3 separate regions of the Mus musculus genome follow, and regions 1 and 3 are each linked to region 2. A link is a contact called in public Hi-C and HiChIP or PLAC-seq data. All regions are on one chromosome and are shown on one strand. The core of a region is the stretch at or near the end of the contact, and the rest is flanking DNA. Distances in the headings are between cores, read along the strand shown. Region 1 overlaps Gm14461 (predicted gene 14461). Region 2 holds the start of 4930440I19Rik (RIKEN cDNA 4930440I19 gene). Region 3 overlaps 4930440I19Rik (RIKEN cDNA 4930440I19 gene).

Evidence for each region. A called contact is a pair of places that touch in the nucleus more often than the background predicts. HiChIP or PLAC-seq counts read pairs in DNA pulled down with a chosen protein or histone mark.
Region 1: a contact with region 2 is called in an H3K4me3 HiChIP or PLAC-seq map of bone marrow-derived macrophages, with 5 times the contacts expected there. The contact joins the enhancer-like site here to the promoter of 4930440I19Rik in region 2. A contact is called at or near these places in 9 of 484 Hi-C or Micro-C datasets (the C2C12 cell line, bone marrow-derived macrophages, cortical neurons and 4 more) and 3 of 115 datasets of contacts at active chromatin or transcription factors (bone marrow-derived macrophages and embryonic stem cells).
Region 3: a Hi-C map of stem cell-derived neural stem cells shows a contact between it and region 2, with 3 times the contacts expected there. The contact joins the enhancer-like site here to the promoter of 4930440I19Rik in region 2. A contact is called at or near these places in 12 of 484 Hi-C or Micro-C datasets (the Ba/F3 cell line, Sertoli cells, embryonic fibroblasts and 6 more) and 1 of 115 datasets of contacts at active chromatin or transcription factors (stem cell-derived neural progenitor cells).

The regions. Positions count from the first base shown.
Region 1 is chr2:78,290,573-78,294,613 of GRCm38.p6, reverse strand. Gm14461 (predicted gene 14461) reads right to left here. Exons shown (of 6, transcript NM_177843.4): 4 at 1,128-1,289. Among named protein-coding and RNA genes, the nearest start is that of Gm14461, 55 kb to the right of the region's middle. Within about 2 kb of position 1,398, at least 2 of the 459 cell types and tissues checked have an H3K27ac peak or open chromatin away from gene starts, as enhancers often do. A contact at or near this core is called in bone marrow-derived macrophages, where this site is marked.
Region 2 is chr2:78,048,488-78,052,508 of GRCm38.p6, reverse strand. It overlaps 4930440I19Rik (RIKEN cDNA 4930440I19 gene), which reads right to left and starts at 1,332. Exons shown (of 7, transcript NR_108098.1): 1 at 1,171-1,332. It overlaps Gm52519 (a long non-coding RNA gene), which reads left to right and starts at 525. Exons shown (of 3, transcript XR_003953861.1): 1 at 525-829; 2 at 1,129-1,428.
Region 3 is chr2:78,186,982-78,191,231 of GRCm38.p6, reverse strand. It overlaps 4930440I19Rik (RIKEN cDNA 4930440I19 gene), which reads right to left. Exons shown (of 7, transcript NR_108098.1): 6 at 3,114-3,295. Among named protein-coding and RNA genes, the nearest start is that of Gm14461, 48 kb to the left of the region's middle. Within about 2 kb of position 1,496, at least 25 of the 459 cell types and tissues checked have an H3K27ac peak or open chromatin away from gene starts, as enhancers often do. A contact at or near this core is called in stem cell-derived neural stem cells, where this site is marked.

The sequences.
Region 1 (4,041 bases), core at 149-2,648, 240 kb before region 2:
CAGGCTTGGCATCGGGCCTCCTTACCCTCATAGTCTCAGAACTATCTCACCAGCTCTATGGTATTTTTGCCTCTGAATTGCTAATTCACCTTTTTGCTGTTCCACTGTATGATCCTAATCAAAATAGACCCAAATGCTTCTATTTAAAAATGCACACCGAAAATTTAGCTTTTAAAAGTTCAAGGTCCCCAAGGGATAGCTTTAAGATGTTCATTTTGATCTATGAGGATGAAATATGAGCAATGACATTGCATTAAGATGTTCATACACACAGCTGGTCAAGTTGAGATTTCCAGTCAGTGCAGAAAGAAAGCCTCACACCCTTAGGTAAGATGTGCTTCTTGCCTGCTGATAACCCAGCTCCCCTAGTGGCTTTGTGGTGAGGAAGGTCAAGCAAAGCTGGTGAATACGAAAGGAGTTCGAGAAGAAAGAAGAGAGAGCAGTCTTCCTAATCAATTCAACTTGATATTTGCTTAAGAACAAAATTGGATGATTCTGAGATTGTGTGACTCAGTGCAATCCCTGTCACAAAAAAATGTCTGGGGAAAACAACTTAAGGGAAAGGGATTTACTGTGGCTCACAGCTTCAGTCCATAATGACACAGTCGTGTTCATCTTGAGCGCTAGTGAGAAACGTCCCAGTGGAGAGTTTGTGGTAGAACAGAGCTACTCAACCATGGCTGTGGGGAGGCAAGGGAAAGGTTTACGGGTAAGACATACCCTAGGAAGGCATGCATCCAGTGATGTACTTCCTACAACTAGACTGACCTCCCCGGGTCCAGCTCTCCCCTCAACAGCCTATCAAAACTTGCAACCCACAAGTGGATTAAACCATTGACTTCAGTCATCTCAAAAAATGTCCCCATCACTCAGAGGTATAATTCACTAATCTCAATCCAATCAAGCTGTCAATCAACAGTAACTTATATGTCTGATATAAACAATAGCTTTCCCACAACACTCATGAATATTAAATATAGAAACCAGTTACATGCTAGAAATGTAACAGTATTCTCTAAGCTTAGAATTGTCAGAGCCTATTTTAAACCCTTCAACCTCCCTTCTAGCCCACTGACCAAAGGTAGCAGAGAAAGAAGGATAAAAGGAAAAGGGGTTGGTGGACCTACTTAGAAGTAGTTTTTAGGGGTAGTTCCAATCTTTGTTGTCAGGATATCAGCAGTCCAGTCCAATAGCAAACACCAAAGTCAGCAGCAGTGGCTCCATCCAGCAGAAACCTCGAGGATCCTTGGAAGTGGAATACCACCAGAAATTCCTTGGTGTGTTTCTCTCTACAAAGTGAAGACCAGAGAAAGATTGTATGGAGAAGCAATGCAAGGGTGTTCTCTTGCCATCTGTGGGGTTATGTTTATATTCTCTATAAACATCATGCACCCTCTCAAGTGTCTGCTCCAGTAAAACATCATATGCCCTCACATGGGTCTGTGTCAGCAAAACACCCTCTCACAAGACAGCTTCCAGAAAAGCATCACGTGACACAACTGAGTTTCTAAAAAATAACAAATCTTCACTTCAGTCTTCCCTAAACTTAAACTAATCTTTTCATTAAAAAAAAAAGCCTCAGTCTATTTATCTACGATTCAGTATATAAAATTGCATAAACATATATGAGAAAATCTATGCCTCTGGAGCAAATCTATTGCCATTTCTAACATAGGTTTCACATTGTAGGAATAAGGTGTGGTATATCCAAAGATTCATATTTATATATATGACAGGGTCATGATTCATTCTGTATCTGCTGATGACTAAACTTTCCAAATACTTCAGTGTACTGAGAGCAAAACATATATATGATATTATATATGATGTTATATATGATGTTATATATGTGTGTTATATAATATATGATATATAACATATAACTATGTAGTATAAGATATATATATGTGTGTGTATATATATATATGTATATGTACATACATATATATATGAATGACAAATGGAGGGGGAAATAAGGCAAGAGGCTCTCCAGTAGAGTACTTTTTGGAATAATTTTAGTGTACCAAAACAGGAAGTGTAGAATGTCAAAGGAAAAAAAATCATAACATGAAACCAATTATGCAAGCCAAAACAAAAGAGAACATATTCAAGACACCAAATTTATAACAGACACAAACAACATAAACATGTACAAACAACGTTCGTTATTTGTGATAGCTAACATGCAGAAAACACACAAGGGTTCATTCACAAATTAATGGATAAGGAAAGTGCATGTAGGCACAATGAAATGCTATTAAGGTTAGAAAGGAAGAAAATGGTGGTCTGTGCTACATCGTAGAAGGAGCTGGATGCCATAGCCCTAATTGAAGTATGTCAATTAGCGAAAGATGCATGAGTCCATCTCTTTAAATCAAATGCATCTCTAACAGCAAGTGCAGCCTGTAGAATGGTGGTGGCTTGACTAAGAGGATTGGGAAATAAGTATATATTATTTAGCTGTTAATAAATTCAATTTTGTGGGGAGTACAGGTTCTTAGGGATAGGAGTCTTGGTGGCAGCACAATACTTTAAAGGGAGACTCTTCAGCAAAGAGACAGAACAGCATCATCTTTTCATGAGTCAGAGTAAGAATGAGGGAAACCTAGGACGTTTTCCAGGGGCAGAAAAGGGGTAGAGCTCTAGAAGCAAGAAGGCAGAGATGGAAAAGCTAGCCAGAACAGAAGGGCAACAGGGAGCAGCCTGTCAACAGCCCAAGTGTTTGCTCCCTGGTGTAGAAGAGGAAGGAATGTTAATGGATGCCCTAGAGAGTTAGGCCCAGTGATAAGAAAGTGTCAGAAAACCCTGCAGTTCTTAGGAGCTGTATGTGCAGTACAGGAATTTGGTTTGAAAGAGACTGCTTCTGCAGAGCCAGGTTCCTTTAAAACAAACAAAACAGATGCTTACCTGCTGCCCTTCAGACTACTAAACCCAGGAACATTCTTAGGAAGGAACATCAAGGACCAAACTATTTGGGATCAGGAAACATGGAATAATGCTAATTCAGATTACTTGGACACTCTGCTATGCTGGCCAGGTAGATCTGTTATAACAGCTGCAGGAAACTAATATATGAAGTGGTCATTAATTTTCTCTCCATGGGTAAGATTTTTCTTTTATTCTGTACATTGAAAATATTTCTTCCCTAACAGAAAGATGTGATTGAAAATGTCTTATGACCTAACAATCAAATATCCTGGGACTAATAAGTACAACCTTGTAGAGCTAGTTTGTAATCCAAAGTTTACCTATATTCAAACAGGTTCTAAAATTCTGCGTGTCTTGAAACTTTTATCATTTCATCTTCCATATTTATAAGATTAGAACAAAAAAACAGCTCTCTTTCACTCTCCTCTAAGAATTATCAAGTATCAACAAGATATATCAATAAAATCAACTGAGAAGTTTCATAAAATATCAGTAAGCCCCCTCTCCAAGAATAATCATGTTTGGTTCATATAATATTGATTTGATTTCAGTAAAAGTTATTTCCAGATTAGTCATGGAGAGAATTCAATATGAACCTAAGAAAACATGCTGTACCTGAGCACAGAGCAAAAATGACTCAAAATAAAGCCATGGAAATAGAAGACTTGGCTACCTCTAGTATGTTTTCAAGTAATTCAGGAGTCCTTCACGAGGCATTCCTGGCAGGCAGTAACTCACCTAGCAGAATAAAGTTGCATAAGCATTTGTCAGCTGCTAAGGACACATGGATATTCATCTCCAAAGCATACTTACTTCCTTAGTAGAAACTTATTATGTAGTTCTATAATATCATTTCCTAGAAAATCCTTGTGTTGAAATTATTTCTGTCAGAAGCAACTAACATTTATACTCACATTCAATAACTGTTTTTCTTACATACATTTGCTTTCATAATGAATGGTTCATAGCTTAAAACTATAGATTAAAAAAATGGATTTGGGGTTTCTGTCTATGCCAAGAGCTGACCCGGTGCTACAGCACTCCATACACAAATACTATCGGGAGAGAGCTGGTCTCCCAGGAGTGCCGACATATCTGTGAGGATAGGTAAGA
Region 2 (4,021 bases), core at 83-2,582:
TGCTTATAATCACAAAATGACTTTAGTAGTAAGATGTATTCTAATTTGACAGATTTTTGAAGAAATGTCTATCAGAATTCACTACTCACTTTTTAATATTTAGAAGTTATAATTGTAGGAACAAAATATTCCCTTTTTGCCAAGGAAAAGAAACAACAGTGGTATGATACCTTTTTTGAATAAGCCACTGCTGTGCGTGGATATTCTTGTAACTACGCAGATTATCAACTATTCTGAGTGGAAAAGAAGTGGGGAATGTACAGGGATATATAATTCTGGCTAGTATGAGCAATGTAGTTAGTCATGACCCAGAAGGGGAAATCCGCCCTAGAAGGAGGAGAAAGAACATTTTAGACAATAAGCTTTTGAAGGACATACTAAGCTTTGGAAACTGTTACCTTGGAATAATGAAAGTCCTCTTAAACTCATAGGGTCATTGATTTTTCTCAAATTAATTTTATTAGAAATCTGAATTCTCACAAAGTCTGATGAAAATATTTACCAACATCATCCTTTATCTTCAGGGTTTCGTGCTGTGCTCTAATGGTAACCAGAAAATGGGATTCTGAGAACCGTTTTGACAAATAGCAGCTACATCACAAAGCATGAGTAAGCCACATTTCAAATGGAGGAGGGTTTAATGGCCTAATAACCAAGACGTGAGAGAAAGCAGCTAACAGGAAGACAGAAGTCACTCTTACGGTCGCAAGAACACAAACCAACATCTTCCAAAGCGAGAACTGTAAACGCTGAGAAGTCACGAAGTCATTCCATTCTATGAGGAACGGTGTCATGCACCCTTTGATTTAGTAACGAAGCTATGAAAAAGGTAGAACTGCTAACCGCATGTATCTGCAGTAGCTCCTTTTCTGTAATGGAGGATCCATTTTGAAAAGAGAGTGTTGGTAGATGTGAGATTTAAAAAACATTATTCATCCCTTTGTCACAGCAGGATGACTAAGCCTGCTGCCACCAAGAGTTGTCTCAGTATTCCCTGATGAAGGCTCTTTAATAGGATGAACTGAACACCACTACTTAGCTATTTTCACAAACCAACAAGAGAGCATAGGAGAGCCTCTGAGAAGCAAGGTTTTGCTTTGTATTGATTGAATATGTTTATGTTTGCAGACAGAAACGTACTGCTGCAGTGCCATAGGTGGAGAGACTCACCAATTAAGTGGCGAATTGACTCCAATACGGATCGGACGCCTCCGTTTCCCAGTCACGGGTGCTTGACAACACTCAGGATCTGTGCGTGCTCTTTTGAACCTAAACTAAATCCAAACAGAAATCCCAAAAGCTTGCACCTTCCTTAATACAGCTGGTTTGAGTGACATGAGGTCGCTCAACTTTGTCATAAACCCCCGCTGCCTTGGCCACGCCCACAGAAAAGAAGCCTCTGGAATCTAGGAAGTCGCGTGAGACAACGTGAGACACCATAGCCACTCCGTAGCTTTTGCTGTTCTCTATGACGTACCATTTAAAGGGGGGGGGGGGGGAGTCGGCAAGAATTTTGTAGGATAGGAGCATAAACTCAACAAATGAACCAAGTTAAACTGTCCATGGTTGGGCCCTAGCCAACTGTAATGTCAAACTGAAGGAGAAAGGCCCTTTGGCTCCCAATCCTTACTACACATTTCTTTCCTCCATCCTCTTTCTTTGGGCTTTCCAGCGCAAGCCTCTCAGTTTCCTTGGCTAATCTGCACTTATAGGGAAACTTGGTATGCTTTATGATGCAAGGGTTTAACAAGTTGCTTCTTACAGTAATATTTACATTTCAAGAAGTGATACTTGGACGAGCCTTGAGAGAGGACCAGAAGCTGGAGTTCCTGCGGGGTTGAACCCCGTCCGTGGGTGTCGAGAATTCAGCCTAGCATCATGTGTCCTTTCACACAACGGTTCAGCATATTTCATGTTTTATATGTTACAACTATGTTTCCTTCCAGGCTGCCTTTTTCTGTGGGAACATATATGGTTTTCTAGAACAAATATTTTTTAAAATTCGCATTCTAGGTTTCAAAACCTGGTTTAGTACAAAAAAAAAAAAAAAAAAAAAAAAATCTTTCCTTACAGAAAAATTTCAAACTCTGCTGAAAGACTTCAGGGTTGTCCAGGCAAACGTTTTCACTCTGCCTGATCAATATGAACAACTCCCCTCGCATCAGCACTAAGCTAAATGTTTTGCTGTCGTAGTAGCCTTTAAACTAGGGCATATAGCTGAAGGACCCCTGAGAGCATACAGCCAAAGGTATGGTCTTTGTACTTTAGAACAGAATAGTGTGGTTTCAGTCAGAATATCCCTCCAGGAAGTAGAAATATCTTCAATTTTGGGTTTGTGTTCTTAGCTTCAAGGGGAAAAAAAGGGGAAATAAAAGAAAAAGGGAGGAAGGAAGAAGTAGTTGGGGGAAGGGTGTGGGCACTTTCCATCATATGACAAACCCTGCCCATTGTTAATAACAGAACTGACCATGACAACATATTCTATCAAATTTATACTACGATATGAGACAGCAACCAGTTTCTCATTGAGGCCACATTGTCAGTGCATTTAACTCCAATGCATGTGGGTAAAATGGTCTCCAGAGCTTCCTGCCACTGGAATCACCTGGGAAGATTTAATCTCACCGATGCCCAGGGACTGCCTCTGTAGCCTCTGGGCATCAGAAGATGTCAACATTACTCCATGTGATTCCTGTGTGTGGGTACATTGCTCATCAAAGGACAGAAGACAGACATATTCCAGATACCTGTTTGAACTGGTTGACTGAGCCAGCTTCATTGGGTATTTAACCAATGTTCGCCTTTGTAGCTTCCCTACATCCCACATTCTGTGAAACGGAGGCAGAAGTGGCTCACAGTCTTACAGAGCAGCCTTCTGACCCATTAATCAGTAGGTTGTTCCCCTCTCTTTTTCCCTCTGTGGGCTCTGACTCATGCTGCAGTAGAGAAAAAGACAAACAGCCTAGTCAATAAATGACTACTGCTGTTGGATTGCCTTTCTTTGACTACAGTGAACAAGCCAGAAAGTGCCTTTCAGTAATACAGGAGCCGCTTAGGAACCAGGCTGCCACCTGGCGGCTTTCCTGAGCATTTCACTCTTCCTTCCAAAAGAAACGGGAATGACTAATCACAGCCTCCTCCTCATTTACACACTAGACACGGGCTCAAGGAGTCCTCTGCAATGGAGGCTGTGCTTCGAGGTGACACTCAGAATAAAACGGCAGAGGCAGCCCTTTCAAGAGGACAAGGAGGGCACACTGGCGTTCAAATACCCCACCCACCTGTTCACCTTTGAGGCTGTTCTTTGAGGGCTTTCAAGAGCGATGTCAGGTCAAACAGGAGGATAGGGATGGTTTGTGAAGAGCCCGAAGACCTTGTTTATGGTTTCTGAACATCAGGTCTACCTCGAAGCCTGGTGAAACTGCAGGTTGCAGTGGTCCAGCCCCAGAATTTCCAATTCAGGGGGCTTGGGAAGAATGTGAGGTTCTAAGGAATCTCAAATGATGCTGCTAGTCCAGAAATTGCACTTTGAAAGCCGCTGGATAAATCACCACTGATGAGTTAGCTGGCAATGGTCAGCAATCGGCTGAGGGCGTCAGCTTCCTTCGTCAGCACACAGGACTAGGAAGAAAAGGCATGCACGGGGCCTCTCACTCAGTTCAAAGATATTGTCTCTGTGGGGTCTCCCCTACATGTCCATGGAGAAGCGTAAGGGTATCAAAAATGTCAGGTAGAAATTGGCTAGGATCAGAAGTGGATAAAATGTCTCTTGGCTGTTTTGCCTAGAGTCCTCTGGGCTCTCTTGGGAAACATTGGGTAATCTTTTCCCTAAATACTACATCATCCCAATCCATTAGTTCAGCAGGAAGCAGACCTGCTTGACAAGCCAAAATAACATGCTGAGATGGATTTCAAAATGAAGATTTTATGGAGATATATACTATGACCGAAGAAAAACTAAGTCGTTTCCATTCTAATAGCGCCATCTAGTGGGAATTCGAGGATATTTGTTTTGCTCTAT
Region 3 (4,250 bases), core at 247-2,746, 140 kb before region 2:
TAATTGCAAGCTTTATTTGTTTATTAGACTTTCTGATTTCTTCATAACATCACAGACATTTTCATTTATTGTTTAATTTCTCCAAATTACAGTAGGTGAGCAAGAGGCCTCCTCTGAGTTATCCTTCCTGCTTTGCCTCCATGGAAGGGCATTTTTAATTACTTAAGCCTTTCAATTTTTCTAAGAATCATAACCTACCAGAATAGAACATCATTTTGAAATGGATATAATAAGAGAGCTGGTGTTTGTCTTAGTTTCTCATCTCCTCAAGGTTTTTCCTAAATGGAGGCAAGCCACAGTGGGCAGGAACAATAACAAATTAAGAAAAGAATTAAAACATCAGAAGGGACAAAAACTGGACACTTCTGTGAACATCTGTCCGCAGAGACCATTAGCCAAAGGAGTCGGGGAAGAGACCACAGTGTGAGGTTTTTAATAATGTTGAAAAATACAGAAAGAAAAATGTTCTCTCCGTCTCTCAAATCCAAACAACAAAGCTTAGAGAAAGATTTCTTCTTCTGCTTGGACTAGGAAGAGGGAAGGCGATCTGAACTAGGTCCAGCATGATGAAACTCGAGGCTACACAGAGCCCTATGGTTCTTGCCACCAGGAAGCTCCCTGTGAACTAAGCCTACAGAAACTTTGTATTCTAGCAACCAAGGGTCTGTCTCCTGTATCCTCTTGCCAACCTTTGGTAGTATCAGAAAAGCAAAATTTCACCTTCTAAGGCAGGGGCAAACAGGGAGGCAAAATTTGTGGTATGAAACCTGGTGCTAAAGATACGATAATGAAACTCACCAAGTAGAATCCAAAAGTGCATACCCCAAGGCCAGTGCTGACAGATGGAGCCTCTAGACCTGCCCTAATTCTAGGCTATACCCTAGCCACTGATCAAACTGGGATAGTGATTCTTACCTGTGGATTAAGAGAGATATCACCGGGCAGCTTTGTAGCATCCTGTTGCTCAGGCTGCCACCTTCCCTGAACCATCAAAATCAGAATCTCTAAGTGTGAGCTTTGGCATTTGCATTGCTTCAGCTTCCAGTGTTGCAATGAGTAGCCAAAGCCAGAAACCACCAGACCAAGCAGTTAAATTTAGAGGCCAATTCTTCCACGTTACTTTGAATTGTACAGAAATCTCATTAAATACAGTCATTACATTCAAAGGAAGAGTAATAAACTAAATAAGCTCACTGCCTGAATTTTCCAGTATCTACTGCACACTATCAGTTAGGCAGATGACAAGGGTATGGTAATTGAATCAGGACTTTCATGAGATCCCTTAAGTGGCAGATGCAAGAGCAAGGGGCTGTCTGAGCTCTGTACTCCTGTCCAGCTGTGGAAAATCTAGAAGATCTCTGAAGCAGCTGCAGGTAGAACCTGGCCTTTGTCCACAGCCAAAGAAACACTTGCCACCACCCCAAGCAGCTGTCCCAGAGCATGAATGAAATGACTCTGCCAGTAACCATGAGCAGCTGCTGAGGCCAGCTGCTGGCATGGGGGTGGGGAGGTCAGGACTATGAAGTCATTCTATAGTGATTGCCAGCACCTGGGGGAGCCCGGATCCTTCCCAGGGCAGCTTGAGCAGCAGAGAAGAAGCAGGGGAAGACACTGCAAATAAACTGCTTCAAATCAAAGGAGTAATTAAGGCGCATGCTTTGACAAGAAGCTGTAGGTAACTTTCCTGTTTGCTTTGAAACATGTCTGGAGATGCTAAAATATATCTTAAATCTACGAGCTAGTACATTGTTTTCTTAACCACTGTTGTTTTATTGTTTGTTTGTTTGTTTGTTTGTTTGAATCTTCTTTATATTTGTCAGGATTTATAAATACAAGCTAAGAAGTTTTGAGCCACTTTAAATGAATGAATTCTTCCTTTATTCCACATGACAGGTGATAATATATTTTAAAAGTGTTACTTTTTAGTGAATTGGAAAGTGCATTTAAAGATGCTAACAAACCGTGTACCATTGAATACCTCTCTCCATCTCTCTGCCATCTAATGAATGTTACTAAGCAATGAGAACACATCACAGTCCATAAGGCACAGAGGTCCTGGGTCCTTTTTAATGCTTTCTTGTTAACCTGCTCCCAAAATAATGCTCTAACTCTATTCACTTACTCTATTGGTTTCTATACCTCAAACATCTTATGACATGATTTAGTTTAACATCTTTTTAATCCAAGACACAGTAAGTTAGACCATAGAGCTATGGCAAGAATATAAGAGATGACAGTCTTGAAGCAATTCCACAAATACACATCATTTTATGACTGAACCTTTGTAAATCTAAAATTGCATCAGTCCTGGCACGATCCCTTACGTGATGAGCAAGGTCACAGGGAGCCCCTTGCCTTTGCCGCACCAGCATAGCACTTACAGGGAAAAGGCAGCCCCTTGTTCAAGTGAGTGTGGTCTGGGAGCTGAGTAGCACTGAACAAAATTAGTTCAAAAACCAAAATTCTCTTCGCTGGACTGTGGTTAGAGAGGATCATCCCAATAATGCCAAGTTACCTCCTGGCCCACTCTAGGATCTGAAAAAGGACAGACACTCCTTCCTAAGTCACAGTGATTGAAAACAAAAATAAAGGAAGGATTGTGGATCAGAGGAATCTGTGAGGTAAGAAACACACACACACGTACACACACACCTTATATCACTAAGTATCAGAGAAGGCACCCTCAAAAAATGATAATTCAAAGTCACGGTGCAAAATGTTTTACCTGATAATGGTATAGTCAAGGGTGACAAACAACATGCACAGAAGTAGAAATACAACAGCTACCAGAATCTGGAACATCAGAATCTTCCTTGCCTTTTCAAGGGCCAGAGCCAGGCCAAGATAACCAGAGAGGAAGCAGCCCCTAGCTCATCGTGGGTCTCCACTGACCAAATACAACAGTAAGTCAAATGACAAAAGAGAGCTCAGGGTAAGATACAAATGAAAAGAACAGGTTTGTTAGGTCAAACAGAAGGCATCCTGCACACAACCCTTATATTCTACAGTTTGTGGGAGCTTTGAGTCCATTCATGCCACAATGGTGTACTGTTCCCCACCCCCCAGGCACTCTACATACCATGTAGTCACCACATTCCCAGAAGCAACCTTACCATTTTCTTAGGAGAAATCCAAAGGCCATTCATCTGTGGTGTGGTAAGCTGTTCAAGCACCTCTGGTACACCAAAGCTCTACAAGCGCTCAAAAATGAAATGATCAAGAGAACCTCTGCCATCCTAGACTCTAAGCGGCTTCTCCGTCTGTATTCCTTGCCCTTTGTCCTTTGTATTGTCACCTGTTAGGGAGGGAGAAACAACTTGCCATCTCCTGCATCCATTGTGAATCTTAAAACAAACAAACAAATAAACAAACAAAATATTCTCTCATTCTCTTAGACATTTTTGGATCCACCCACCGTCATCAAATCTGAACCTCCCAGATCCTGATAAACTTCTAACTGGAAATAGAGAGGGGGGGATGAAGTAAAGGCCATTGTTCCCATGAGCGTTCACCTATATGATTTATGAATTTTATATTTATTATTGTCGGCTTACAAGCCTGGCTGAATGCTTTACACTATAGAAGTATGGGGCAGTGAGATTCATAGCTTGCCAGCTATTGCTCCTGCTGCTGAAGAATGCAATATAATTCAAGAGGTACAATGAGAAGAAACCCATTTGAGATTCAAGTGTAAGCCATATCTTCCCATCTATCTTTATCAAAAAATATTACTGACATTTCAATCTTTTTTTCTGACTCCTAAGTGTAACTTTCAATTTAGGATTCATGAAGCTAACAGCCAGGAGTGTGCTTACATCTCATAAATCCCTAACACAGGAAGAGTGGCTAGACATGTCTTCAAATAAATCAGGGACTTTACAGTTTTGAATCAAAATATAATTGAGCTTTAATATAGCTGATATTAACAGAACTAACAGTTGTGACTTCTTGAATATTGGTGTCCTCAGAAACTCATACGTGTTAGATTCTACAGAAGTGTGGCTACTGCAGACATACCTGGGGTAGGAGTCTTTAAATTTCAGAGCCAGTGGACAAGTAGCTACTTAGAGCTTTAAATAGCTTGGTTTGGGTTTGAACTGATGCACTTCATCTGAGCAGGCATTTCTGGAGTTATCCCATAGAACTAACAGAAACCTGGTCATTAATGTAATAATATCTTCTGTCAGGAATGACTTTGTCCCGCACAGAATGCAAAGGCCCTTTTCTCTGATCAGATGGAAGTGTTATTC